Linked DNA regions of Sus scrofa: region 1 is linked to region 2. The links are chromatin contacts, called in public HiChIP or PLAC-seq maps. All regions are on one chromosome and are shown on one strand. The core of a region is the stretch at or near the end of the contact, and the rest is flanking DNA. Distances in the headings are between cores, read along the strand shown. Region 1 overlaps DDAH1 (N(G),N(G)-dimethylarginine dimethylaminohydrolase 1). Region 2 overlaps ZNHIT6 (zinc finger HIT-type containing 6).

Region 1 (6,794 bases), core at 2,104-4,603, 230 kb before region 2:
ACCATTAACCACCGCCCGTGTCTGTACCTTCTCCAATAATCTCGCTCATGTATCTGCCACTCGACAAGAATCTATTCAACAGTTTTAACCCGTCAGGTATGATTCTAGGCCCTAGAAATACACCAGCAAAGAGAGAAGATCCTTCTGTACACTCTGGTGGGGAGACGGAGGCTAGAGAGGAATAAACAGAGAACATATTAGGTGGAGGTTTGATTCAGGGATGTGATATAAAGTGAGTGGTGACCATCTCAGTGTAGGCTGGGAAGCTAGGAACCACTTCCTGAAAATGTGACATGTGTACTGAGGCCCGAATCCCCTAAAGGACCAGGAGGGAGAAGAATGTTCCAACAGAAGCCAGTGCGAAGGTCCCAGGGTCCGGGGCGGGGGGGGCAGCTTAACGCGTTCGAGGAAGAGGAAGGTCGCGGGTATGGGACTGCAGTGAGAAGGGCAGTGTTACAAGTGGAGCTCTCCCCACCCCTGCAAGTTCATGGGCTGAAGTCCTAACCCCAGAATATGATCATATTTGAAGATAGGGGGTTCTAAGAGGTAATTAAGTTAAAATGAAACCACTAGGTTGAGCCCCAGTCCAATCCGAGGAAATCAGGACACAGGCAGGTGCAGCAGAGAGGCACTGAAGAAACAGGGGGCGGCCACGCACAAGCCAAGCAGAGACGCCGTGGAGCAAGTGACCTGTGACTCAGGATCTCAGACGTCCAGCCTCCAGGTTGGTAAGAAACTAAGCCACCTGGTCTGTGGTGTGTTGTTATGGCATCTCTAGAAACTGAATGCAGCAAGGTACTAGATAAAGCTGGCCATGTGGGATGTGGGCAGGTCTCGCAGACCTTAGCAATCCAGCCTAAGGGGTTGGAATTTTGTGTCATCAGAAGCCACTGGAATTTTGAGGGAGGCGAGTGACATAATCTCACTTACAAAGACAATTCTAGCTGGCTGCTTTGGGGAAAATGGATCAGAAGGCAAGAACTGGGGCAGGGAAATTCGTTAAGGGCCGCTGCCGTTGTCCTAATGAAAGAGAACGGACAAGGGTGTTGACGGCAGAGAGGAAGAATGCAGCCGAATGCAGGGTGTGTTTCGAAGGACAGTGGACAGGACTTGGTGGATTAGCTGTGGGCGGAAAGGAAAGAAAAGAATCACGACGGACTCTTAGGTTTTTGTCTTGGGCAGCTGGGTGAATGGTGGTAGCACTTTCTTATACGGAGGAAACTGCAGAGGAGCAAGTCTGGGAAAAAATTCACGAGTTCCTTTTTGGTCATGTTGAGTCTGAAATGTTTGCAGATATGCAAGCGGAGAGGTCAAGACATTTGAATATACTAATCTAGACTTCTGGGGAGTAGTCAGAACTGGAAACAAGATTTGGAGTCAATAGCATAAAAACAGCATATAAAACCAAGGGACATCAGTTCATTGCAGCACTATTTGCAATAGCCAAGACATGGAAACAACCTAAATGTCCATCGACAGAGGAGTCCAGAAGATGTGGTACATGTACACTGGAATATTACTCCGCCATTAAAAGGAACAAAATACCAGCATTTTTAGCAACATGGATGGACCTAGAAACGATCAGGCTAAGTGAAGTCAGCCATACAATGAGACACCAACATCAAATGCTTTCACTGACATGTGGAATCTGAAAAAAGGACACAATGAACTTCTTTGCAGAACAGATACTGACTCACAGACATTGAAAAACTTATGGTTTTCGTAGCTCAGTGGTTAACGAATCTGACTAGGAACCATGAGGTTGCAGGTTCAATCCCTGGCCTCCCTCCATGGGTTAAGGATCCGGCATTGCCGTGAGCTGTGGAGTAGGTAGCCGACTTGGCTCGGATCTGGCTTTGCTGTGGCTGTGGTGTAGACCGGCAGCTACAGCTCTGATTGGCCCCCTAGCCTGGGAACCTCCATATGCCTTGGGTGCGGCCTTAAAAAAAAAAAAAAAACTAACAAAAAACCAAGTGACATCAGAACTATCTCAAACTCTGTCATGCAGGAAGTGATGTGACAATTCCTCCTAAAAACAGTATTCAAAGAAAGAGACTCCTGGAGGTATTTTTGACCCACTGCTGTTGCAACGCATGGTACTATCTGCAGCAATGGTTGGAAAAGTCTCCCCGGGGCAGCAAAGCCCTGCTCTGGGCACAAGGATTACGACCGCACAGACACCACCAGGATGGAAGGTTCGGAAACATCTCCATGGACTGTAACGAACTTTCCAGAAGCAGTAGATGCGTGAAGTCTTCAAGCAGTACTTGTCAGTTGCCTGTCCAGTTTCTGGTTAAATTCAGTTTTGTGGAAGCTATATAATATAGCAGTAGTACAAGATTTTATTCTTTTAGAAACCTTCAATTTTGAATGAGCACTTGAACAGGAGACAAGGCAAAGTTCATTAAGCAAATAAACAGCGTCCACAGGCTGCAGGAAAACAACTTTCAAGCATGTTTTAGATGAGTCTGTCCAAACTCCATTTGGACTGCAGAGCCATAGACTGAATAAACGCCGCCGTGCTAATTCAAACACATTTTATTCCCTATTCAAATAGGTTCACTAGAGCTCTTGATTGAGAAAGTGGGCCTCGGTGTCTGCTGTATGTGTGAAAAACGAGTGAAGCTGCATTTCTTTAGGAAAATACTGTACTTATCATCTTCTACCTGTTGAAACATGCTTTCTTCACAATTGCTGCAAGTTGGTGCTTTTTTTTTTTTTTTTTTTTTTTTTTGAATGGCTGCACCCATGGCACATGGTAACTCCCGGGCCATGGACTGAATTTGAATCTGAGCTGCAACGATGACCTAAGGGTCCCTAACCCACGGCGACCCGGGTCCAAACCTGTGCCTCCACATCGACCCGAGCAGATGCAGTCAGATTCTTAACTCACTGCACCACAGCGGGAATTCTCACTTGGTGCTCTTTTGACTGTAGCAGATGGCTCAGGGTTCACACGCGATAATCAAATCCTTCTGATGTTTTGCCTCCCTCGTCCTGGGCTGCCGTGAGTCGCGGCGAAGCCTTCGTTTCAGATGCTGGGGCAGCCCCGTCGGGGCTACAGAAGAGACAGCGGTTCACCCTGAGGGGCTGCCTTCTGAGCCCAGGCTGCTGTGTGGCCAGAAATTTTGTAAATAGTCACCCTTTGTCACATGTTCAAACACTTGCTTCTTTTGGAGCTTATTTAGAAAATACGTTAGTGCAAAGCCATCAGCTGAATATCTGCATGCTCACAGATACTAAGTAAAGGCTTGTTTCCAGCAATAGTTGTACGAAATGGCGACAGCTTCAAGGAACTGTCCTTGCTTTTGACAGCTGTTCACATTCTGGCAAGACGGTGACACCAACGGCGAGTGACTTCTCTTCTCTGTTGTCCCATCTGGGTGTCCTCGGCTGGACCGAGACTGGAACAGTTTGATAATGTTTTCCTAATAGAAACACTCCAGTCAATGTTTTACCAAGGAAAACAAATTATTGTCTAGCTAATGAGTTTTGCCTTTTCCAAACTGCCTTAGAAAAACAGGGGAACGTCCTTACCCTTACAGTTTTTCTCTTTTTATTCAAAAAGTTTATTCCTCTTTCCAATTCACCCCTAAGTATTTATTAACTTTTAAATAAAACATTCATTTGAGGAACAGCTACTTGTCCCTTACATAACCCAGAAGGGACTTCATGTCTGGTTTTGAATAATTCTCAAAGTACAATAAACTTAATGCCACCTGGAGCCTCTTCCCAGGAGGCAGAGCTTGATGAAATCAGATCCTCATAAACGTCACTGCCCCTGTTCACTGCTTTTTCCCTTGAACCGGGGCTGAGCTGGCTCGGTTCCACTGTCTCTCAACCAGATCTATTATGGATCAGATGCATTCATTTCACAGGAGGCATGTGCTTATTATAAAATGTACAAAGCATACAGTGTGTTAGCAAAAGACTGCTTTAACAGTGAGGATAGTGGGTAAAGGGTTCAGATGTCTCTGAACTAAATTTGCCATCACAGAGGTTGAGACCCAATCTTGAAATAAGTCCCTGTAAACACATGTTTATGCTGTCAAAACTAAACACATTTCAGTATTATTCAAATATACTTGCTCAGTATTTCTTACTGATACTGTACAGTTAAGAAGATTCTCCCCGACGGGACCGCAGAACCTTGAGAGGTAAAGTAACTCTTTCAGGTCTCCAGAGCCCATTTTAAAGGGCCGCCTCTTTAGTGAATGACATTATTTAGGGTTTGTGCAATGAACCGAGGAGCGTCTTTATAAATACCCAGAGAAAAACTGAGAGAGAAGCTCAGTTAATAATAAAAAATGTAGATAAATTTAGCAGTTAAAAGACTATGCAAAACACTAGATTACAACAATTCCTTAAAGGTGCGACTATTAATAAAGACGAAAAGGAAACGTTCAAAACTGAGAGGCGCCCTGGTCGGTTGGTGGAAAAGGACTGTTGTGTCCCCAGTGGGAGACGCTGCGAGACACCCGAACCCTTGAAACTTCATCCCCTGCCAGCACCTACAGGCACCACTGCCCAGGCAGGCTCCCAAGGCAGCCCTGGGACAGGACCCGATGCCAGCGCGGCCCCATGACTCCAAACACGCAAGTAGGATCGTGGCCCCGGGGGAGGAAGAGAGGCCCACGGGCACCTGCTCTGCAGGCGTCTTTCAGGGCTGGGTCATCGGCCCTTCCCTGGTTCAGCCACCGTCCCCACCACCCAGGCTCTCATTGTGGGGGCTCTGGGACTTCTTGGGCTCGCCCCTTGGACTGGCTTTGAAACAGCCCCAGCCCAGCTTTGCTCCTGCCGGCCCATCTGCAGTCTGGGCAGACCCTCCACGGGCGCTGGTGCTGCAGGTGCAGCCGCGGCCGTGGGGCCCTGCGGCCCCTCGTTCAACAGCCACCCCGCTTCTGCCCCCACGGTCACCCAGACTCCAGTCCGTGGTGCTTCCCGCCTGCAGGGAACACGGAGCCAGCCTCTGAGGGGTCTCTGCTCCTGGTCTTGAGGTGACAAAGGCAGCGCAGCCCGCCCCTCCCATTCAATGCAGACAAATCAGAAGGCACGGAAAAGTGAAAACAAACCTTGAGAAATGTTTGTAACACCAACGCCAGGCTTAGATGCCACTGCTCATTACCTGGCACATAAAATTCCAGAACTTCTTATCACACACGTTTTTGACAACAGTTTTTTGCTCACACGTGTAAAATTATACTATAAGCACACAAGTCCATATTTAAATAAAACATGGGGCATTATTATAAGGTGATTAAAAATATATTCACAGATTGCTTTCAAGGTGACCCTGAAAAACTATTTTCTGAAAACAGTCTTTGTGAGGTACTTCCGAAGACAACACATAAAGCTCCTTGTACTGAATTTCAGAATATACTTCAAGACTTAACCCTAAGCAAAGACTAAGGTTTTTGGGGTGGGAGGAGAATTCAAGAGCAACTTTATAAACCATTCAAACATTCAAAGAAATGCTTCGGGATCCATCAGAATATGCACCAAAATTTGAGTGTTCAGATCGATGTAACAACTCATGGAGCAGGCTCTGCGAGAGGTGCGTGAATCAGACAAGAGGAAGGAAAACAGACGTATTTGTCTGCCAAAAAATACTTTGTTCTGAGATATCAGTATAGATTTTCTTCTGCAAAGTGGTTCGTTATTAGACGTTGGACAGAGAGAGGTCCTCCATCCTTCGTGGGTACGTAGAGCAGACCCAGAAAGCACCTGGTGGGTCCAAGTCCTCGTTGTCTTGAAGACACCTGATACCCCTAATACCTGGCGAGGCTGCCAACTCCTTGTCCACACTGACTGCATACCATGCACCCCAGTTTATGACTAAACAGGATTTAAAATTCATGAAGCTTGTTGAAAGCTCAACTGTCACATTCAACTCATTCCAAAGTGTATGGGAAAGAGAGCAGAACAGACCTTTCCACTGAAGCCATTCTTGTGCTTGAATGACCATATCCATTAAATTGCTAATAAACCCACTAAAAGATGTGGGTCGCATCGGCCATACAATTGCATTCCTTTCCTTCATCCGACTTGCCCAGTCTCATTCTATGCAGGATGACTCTTTCTGTGCCCTTTATTCCAAGGTTGCCCAGAACTCAAAGCACTTATTCAGTAAGTTTGTAATCCAGTTTAGTATGCTATTAACAGAATTCTTTCGAGAAGATCATGGAAAAAGAAAATCAAACTTATTTTTGGATCAATGACCGATTTTAAAGGAAACACACACTAAACCAGTTTAAAGGGAAAGGTCAGGATCCATGAGGTATTAAGGAAAAAGAAAAGGAAAAACATTCATTTCCACCATTTTCCGACATTCCTTAAAAATAAAAACAAGCCTGAGTGTGGAATGGCAAGACCCTGGCCGCCCTGAACGAACGCTGAACAGTGCAGCCATTCATAGGCCCTCGCAAGCAGGGGTTTCTCCTCAGCACGGGGGAAGTCTGGCTTCCCTTCCCTTCATTTATTCTGGGTTCGAAATTAAACCCTACACGTCTTGGGTTAGTCGCTCAGAACAAACAATCATATACAGTGGATTAAATGCTTTAAAGTTTGCTTTTTACTAGCATAACTAATTGTCTCTCCACTGTAAATGGTATATTAAGCCACTGCTGTATCGGTGTTAATACTGAGAATATATTTTCCATAGAACTGGGCACTTTTAAAGAACTAATACACTATCTATACTACCAATCTGATGACTGACTTCGTTGAGCAGTTTATCTCCTATTTAAAGATTAACTGAAAATGTACGATGAAAAAAACTAGCCTTAAGGGAATAA
Region 2 (7,431 bases), core at 104-2,603:
TGTCTTGTGGTTTTAATTAGAACCACCGGATTTTAGTTAGTGTTCACCCTAAGACGTTGCAAACTTCTACTCACGGCAATATTGCTATTGAGTGTCAATAAGCTTCCAGGCTCTGGATTTCCAGTCTGTCACTTAAAAGAGGTCAGATTTCACTAGATAATCTTTGAAATTCTGAGCTTCGCTGCTTTTGCTACTACTGGTGGTTAATCTTAGTCTACCATTAATATTTGCCAGTAATTAAGTAAATTATGTAACCTGTTCGATCTACAAAGAAAGGCTATCGAACCCATGTGAGGTGACATCTTGTAGACGTGGGATTTAATTAAATGAAGCAGTAACTTCCGGTTGCTTGGGTTTGGAATCTAACACTCTGAGTTCAAGTCCTGGCTCCATCACTTACTGGTCTGTGATTCTGTGCAAGTGAACCCCTCTCATCCCTAGTTTCCATGCTTAAAATGGAGATAATAACAGCACTGCTTCCAAGAGTGATCACGAGCACTACATGAGAAAACACAGGACCTGTCAGCTCATTTATTAAGCTGTGAACACAGTTTTACGTTTGCATTTACCTAAAATAACAGGACATTCTGACAGAAATGTTCGTTCAGGACAAGGTCGCTGCTTAGTAACAAAGAATGGAACTTGTTATAGAAGCACTGAAACCCATATTTGCCTTTTTATGCATTCTGCGTTTGAAATGTAGCCTTACAACTTTCTGTATCACTTTTTTCTAAATAGTGATTTTTATTTTTTTCCATTATAGCTGGCTTACAGTGTTCTGCCAATTTTCTACTGTACAGCATGGTGATCCAGTTACACATACATGTACACATTCTTTTTTCTAACATTATCAGGCTCCATCATAAGCGAGTAGACAAAGTTCCCAGGGCTACACAGCAGGATCTCATTGCTCATCCATTCCAAAGGCAGTAGTCTGCATCTCTTAGCTTGGGGCTAAGAGATGCAGACTTTCTGTATCACCTTCAAAGGATTATTTCATATCACATTTACTTCCAAGGGCTACCACTACCTTGAGTGCTTCTTTTTCTACTATCTTGAGGCAAGTGGTAGAGTCTGGCTTGGCAGTGCCCCAAATATTTAGGTGTTAGCTCCTTTGGAAGCCATTAAGTCACTAAATCCTAAAGACAGCTTCATCTTTTCTGAAATTTCACCAACTCTGATGTTCCCATTGGCAAAAGGCCTCTGCTCTCTAAGACAATGACTTGGGTTTTAAAGAATTACGACACCAACAACTTGTCTTTCTTTGCCCTTAGGGACCCTCTCAGACAGCTCCTCTTGCTGCTGGCCTTGTTCACCCTCAGGCTGACCCTGCTAAAGGCAGCTGCTCGGGGCCCTGCAAGGGCAGAGCACAGCAGGCTCACAGGGAGTCCAGGGACGACCGGCGAGACTGAAGGCAATGCTTTTTTAATCCTGGCTCTGTTAGCACCTTTCAAAGAAGCTGGCCAAGGTCTTGAACTTCTTTCTCTGCACTTTATTAGCAAATCAGGATTTATTTTTACCTTCTCGTGATTCAAAAAGGGACAGAGAATTTGAAAAAGAGAGTCCCAAACCATCCTATCTCACATCTGATCACTGACAACCCTTAGGTCATCTCCCCTCCCACCCCCTAAAGAGTACTGAAACTCAATTTGAATGTTTTCCAAATTTAACAATCTAATAGCAACCCCTAAGCCACAAAGTCTTCCCCTATAAAATAAGGTCATCGGATGAGGGATCCCCAAGATCCCTTCCTCTCTAAAATCCTACAAGTTTTGATATTTATCTGACAAAAGCAGCCATTAGCCTGTATTTTAAGAGTTGTGCGTTTGTTTCTTAATTTAGGTTTCTAGGTTAAAAGGGCAACTGACTCCAACGGTGCACAGCTGAGTCTCTTGCTGTTAAAAAATTAACCTGAATCAGTTCGTCATCTGCAGCCAGATGTGTTTAAAGTATGGTTTGTATTAACTAAATTCAGGAAGGTGCCTGAATCGATTATAAACTAAATGTTTTAGATTCACACTTACCAAATTCCTTTAAAATAAGAAATTTCAAGTTCTAAACTTATTTCAATAGAACAGAAAGAGAAGGGATTAAATGAACCAAACAGCTTTTAAAATCCGAATGAAAAGGAAAAAAGTACATTTTAATGAAGATCCAGACTAGGAGAAGAAAGGATAGTATAAACTCCAACTAGAACACAAAACCAAACTACGTATAGGGGTCAGACAGCTAACTCTTCTGTTTAAAAGTTTTAGGTATTATTTAAAATTTCTCCAAGTACTCCCACATGGCAATTTTTGTAACTCATATTGTCCATATCACCTCAGAAGCAAATTTTGTCAAGTTAAAATGTTTATCTAATTTCCCTTAGTTTTCATATTAAAAAAATACGGTCATTGAGTTAGCGGTTTGCTGCCCTTTGTTTTGGACCATCTATGTAATTTGCATAAACATGTAAACGAGACCTCCAGGGGGCCTGAGTTGGGCACCAGCCACTACTGAGTTAATGCAGAGGAATCTCGATGGCTCAGAACCAGGCTGGTTGAGGATGCCAGTCTGTGGATGGCCCAGAAGCTACAGGAGGCAGGGCACTAAAGCCACCCAGTGCACATTCTAAAACATGCTTTGAAGAGGGCCTCACAAAGCTCTCGTCGTAGAGGCCATGTGCTCGCCTCTCCTCACCCTCACCCACAAGCTCAGTTCCTTCTCAATTCACAAGCCCGGGTGCCAGTCTTCCCACTGGTCCTTTCGAGCTGTGGCTCCTCAGGTAACTCAGTCCCCTCACCAGTGTGATGATGGAGAGGTTATCTACCTATCAGCTGGCTTGCAAAGATTTAACGTTAACAGTGTACTAGGTGTAGCTCGCCAAACTCATTTGACCGAGAGTCCAAATGCTGGCTTTGTAACTGTAACCTGGTTTCTTTAAGTAAGTTAATTTCTTAAGAGTCTACGATTCTATCTCGTAGAGATTATTACATCTTCATTAAATTAATGCATGTGAACATGTAGTGGGAACAGTGCCTAGCTTCCATTCATCAAGTAATTCCTCAAATATTTATTCAGTACAATGTACAGATAACCTGCTAAGTAAGGGAAGTTCAGAGAAATAAACCCCATAGTTTATTGGGAATGTCAGTCAAATAAACAACGGTCACATTTCACTGGGGACAGATGACATGACAGAAATCGAAACCTCCACACGTTCCTTCGGGCTGCATGGTGCCTGTAACATCTAGGTACTTCCTTTGCCAACCCCAGCTCCTTCCTGCTTTGGTTCTTAAAACCGCTCCTCCTCTATGGATTTTCTCCTAATTAATATAAGAATTTTAAGTAGCTTTACTCTTGTCAACAGAACACATGCTTCCTCGGGTGCTAAAAATACAAGTCTGCTGAGTACAGACTCTTACGTCTTCTATCTTTATTGGGAAGTCTGACCAGCTTCTCAAAAAACTTTTGCTTAAAGGTTAAATGGTTCATGAACTGACTATAGCATAGAATTAGATTATTTTAGAGTTAGCAAGAACGTCACTACATTCTTTTTTGTCTCCCCTGTGAAGGCACTGTAGCCCTGAGAAGTATTTTACTCAAGGAGATGCAGAGTCGGAATTATGAAGCCGACCTTTCAAGTTCTTCACTCAACTGCTTGCTTGTGTTTATTTCTCACTCGGTACACATGTACTGAGGTCTATCACGTGCCAGACGCTGTTCCAGGGACTGGAAATGCACTGGTGACCTGTGAGGGATTCACGGAGAGGTCTGGTTGGAGAGGAGGCTGAAGCACTTTGGCTAAAATGAAGTATCTGAATCACCTAGAGATTCAACGAATTAGGCCATTATTCCTTCTGAAGAGTATATAAAGTTGGATACAAATTATTACGAACAACAAGAAAGGATCAATTTCGTAGAGTAACATCAAGTTGCGAGGTAAACTGAAGCAGTACACTTCTGAGATGAGGCTTAGAGTCTGCTGGGAGCTGGACCCATCACATCACTGTGGACCTACTGCTGCGCCTGTCCTGTCAACACACACTAGCTGTGCCAACGAGCTGAGACCTGGCCTCCCTGGATCTGAGCGTACACCTCTCATCAGAACCCCAGCAGAGTGCCACGCAGGAAAGCCAGGCCACCATGGCCGTGCCGCCTCCGAGGCACCTCTGCATCGTGCTCTAAGCGTGCGGACACTCTTCCACTTTCTAGTGCCTAGGGGACCCAGCTTCCTTTCTCCCAGAGCTGATGAGAAACGTGGCCAAAGGGTAAGCTAACAGTCCCCAGAGAGGATTACAAGGGATCGGGGCCCATCGCCACCCGATCGAAGGCTGTGCACTGTGGTCATTCAGGGCGCTGAGGGCATGGGTTCTCTGCAAAGAACAGGCTGTGGAAGCAGGTGGCCTAGGTTTGGATCTAGGGTCTACCAGGTAGTGGTTACAAAGCTGCAGTCAGGCTCTCCTTGCAACAAACAGTTTTATAATGTATAATGTAATTTAATTAAATGTATATAAAATGCTTAAGGAAGTACCTAAAAAACAATAGGAGGCACTCAATTCTTCTTTTGCTCTGTAAAGACAACCATCAGTCTCCAGACTTAATTTAACCTTTATCTTAATTTATTTTAATTTTATCTTTTCTTTTGAGGGCCACACCTACAGTATATGGAAGTTCCTGGGCTAGAGGCTGAATTGGAGCTTCAGCTGTCAGCCTACACCACAGCCACAGTGATGCCAGGTCTGAGCTGCATCTGTGACCCATGCCGAAGCTTACGGCAGCGCTGGATCCTTAACCCACTGAGGCTAGGGATCGAACCTACATCCTCAAGGACACTAGGTTGGGTTCTTAACCTGCTAAGCCACAACAGGAACTCCCTAACCTTGACTTTAACTTACACTTGCAGTAAACATTTCTTGTGTGTGTTTGGGAAAACTTATTTGGGTTCTTCACACTTCTTTGCTTATATATGAGCTAAACTAATTTTGGGAAATGATACTTTTGTACATTTTAAAATAGGCAACTAAAATTTCACTTAAAATCTTTACTCACAAGTTTAAACAGATATAAAGAACATAATTTATGGTGTAGTGCAAATACAGATGATTTAAAATGAAAACATTACATCACCCTTATGCAAATTCACTAGAATCTAACTAACATGGGGATGATGTACCAGTACCATTCACTTAAAAACTGGATGAACAAGTTCTTCCTTGATAGTTAGAAATCTTACATGGTTTCCTTTTCTCCTTGAGTTTATTTCTACCAATTCTCCACAGCATTTTATCCTAAATACATTTACGCTTGAAGAATTTTCACTTACCACCCAATCGTACTTCTCTGTAACAAAAATATGTATGGAAGCGGGAAATTTAACTTTCTTACCTACAACCTTAAGGCTTCACATATTAAAATCTCTTCCGGAATGCTGAGTTTTAATTACTCTTGGTACAAAACTGGTCAATACCACACACACTGCAAGTACATTTACTGCCGATGCAGCGCCACGTGATGGGCCATCTGCACGTGATGGGCGGGCACTGACGACGAGGGCATCTTCCACTCCACGCAGGCCTGTTGAACTGGCTCTTAGACTTAGTGGTTCCCCCCATTTATCTCTGCAGGACTCATGAAGGGAATTCACTTCCAAAAAGAAAACATGAGGGCCAGGTTTGGGTAACCGCACCCGACCGCACGCTGCTGCTGCTCACGAGCCCTTCCTTCATGGCAGTTACTTCCGAGCCACCTACCTACAAGGCAAGGACGGCCTCTGCCTGTTCCATAAGCCAAGGCGTCTGAAAGCAGTTAAGGCTGCTCTTAGAAATTCCGGAGTTCCTGTAATGTCCTCTGATACATATTTAATTCTGTACCATTATTATCAAAATAATCTTCACTTTCAAGATCCTCAGTTCCTCAATAGCAGGATATTTTTTTTAAAAATCCTAACTCCTAACATACATATTAGAAATCCTATTTAGAATATCTTCAAAGTATACTTTTCAATCATATTCTGTAAACCTGAAATAAGCTTTCATTTTCTATTTCAACTTCAGTTAGGCAAAGTGTACAAACTCATATCTTTAAGGATGCAGACATTTTATTTCGGAAAATTCAACCTAATATTATGTATTTCTTTATCCAACTTCAACAACTAAATAAACACCTGCCAAATACTTATTACAGAGAAAACGTGTCAGACACCGTAAGGGATTCAAAATGTCTTCACCGAGTTCGCCATCCTGGCTAGTGTTTCTCCAAGTGTGGCCCCCGGGGAACTTTTATCAGGGTCCCTTAGGCAGAGACTCCAAGAAAATGTAGGTTTCCAGGTACCCAGTAAGACTGACTCTACCCAAAGCTCCGGGGGCATTTTCACCCGTCCTGGTCCTGGGTGATTAAGACGCACACGGACACCTGAGAAAGGAAATCTGGTTACATCAACAGCTGGAGAGATGCTTCAGGTACGGGAGCACGCCCGGCCCGTGGGCACACAGGCTGGGGACGACGTGGCAAGGCAGCGAGAGTCCAGGAAGTCAGAATGTGAGCAAGCGACACAAACAGGGAACAGCTCTGCTCTCAAGTGGGAGAGTCTCTGCTTGCCAGGGGTGGGTGTCAGTGAGAGCCACACGCAGGGCAGGTGGGTCTCACGTGAAGCCTTTACACAGGCAAAACCAGTTTCTCTAAAAGAGCACAGGAAAAAAAGACCTCTCAACCTCACAGTAAATGAGTTTTAAATACTTCATGTTACAAATCCAAAGAAAGTAAAGTAACCTTAGTTTTTATTTAAAAAACATCCTCTCAGCATGGAAATAAAATCATCCAAGTGAAATAGCTCATTCTTTTGCTGGTAGCTTAAAAAAAAAAAAAAAAGGAAAAGAAAAAAAAAGAAAAGCGTTCCTAAATTACTAACTACAATGGGCACAGTCGGAAACAACTAAGAGAATGTGCACGACAGGGCGACCCCTCAAAAAGCGTCATAATCTGCTGTGACGGTCAAGAAATCAAAGCTTATTTTTTCTTAAATTTGCAGAGGCCAAATCCTGCCCACTGTCTGTTTCTGTAGTCACAGCCATTCCTTTGTCTTGTCCACAGCTGCTGATGTGCTGTGATGGCTGACTGACAACTGTAACTGTACGGCCCTCAAGGCCAAAACTATTTACTCTCTGACCATTTGCAGAAAAGCAGTCTGAACCCTGTTTTAGTCTCAGTGTCATCAGCCCCTAGCACAGAGCAGGCATGCGTATACTTAAGTGAATTTGCACACCACCTTAACCAATTAAGACTGAATTCCTATTAAAGGAAAGTCACAGACTCGGCACTGCAGGAAACATAAAGAAGATGCCTACCGGGGCCGCTGTCTTCGAAAGGCCTTGATCATCACATGGGATGAAACAGAAGACGGTGTGCAGGAACCTAAGAGAAGCTTCTGAGGCTCAAAGGGAAAGGAAA

The links. HiChIP or PLAC-seq counts read pairs in DNA pulled down with a chosen protein or histone mark.
Region 1: a contact with region 2 is called in an H3K27ac HiChIP or PLAC-seq map of skeletal muscle. The contact joins two enhancer-like sites. A contact is called at or near these places in 1 of 47 Hi-C or Micro-C datasets (liver) and 1 of 2 datasets of contacts at active chromatin or transcription factors (skeletal muscle).

The regions. Positions count from the first base shown.
Region 1 is chr4:130,561,175-130,567,968 of Sscrofa11.1, reverse strand. The region is part of intron 1 of DDAH1 (N(G),N(G)-dimethylarginine dimethylaminohydrolase 1); the gene reads right to left. Among named protein-coding and RNA genes, the nearest start is that of DDAH1, 79 kb to the right of the region's middle. Within about 2 kb of position 3,353, at least 7 of the 83 cell types and tissues checked have an H3K27ac peak or open chromatin away from gene starts, as enhancers often do. A contact at or near this core is called in liver and skeletal muscle, where this site is marked.
Region 2 is chr4:130,329,498-130,336,928 of Sscrofa11.1, reverse strand. The region is part of intron 8 of ZNHIT6 (zinc finger HIT-type containing 6); the gene reads right to left. Among named protein-coding and RNA genes, the nearest start is that of ZNHIT6, 35 kb to the right of the region's middle. Within about 2 kb of position 1,353, at least 7 of the 83 cell types and tissues checked have an H3K27ac peak or open chromatin away from gene starts, as enhancers often do. A contact at or near this core is called in liver and skeletal muscle, where this site is marked.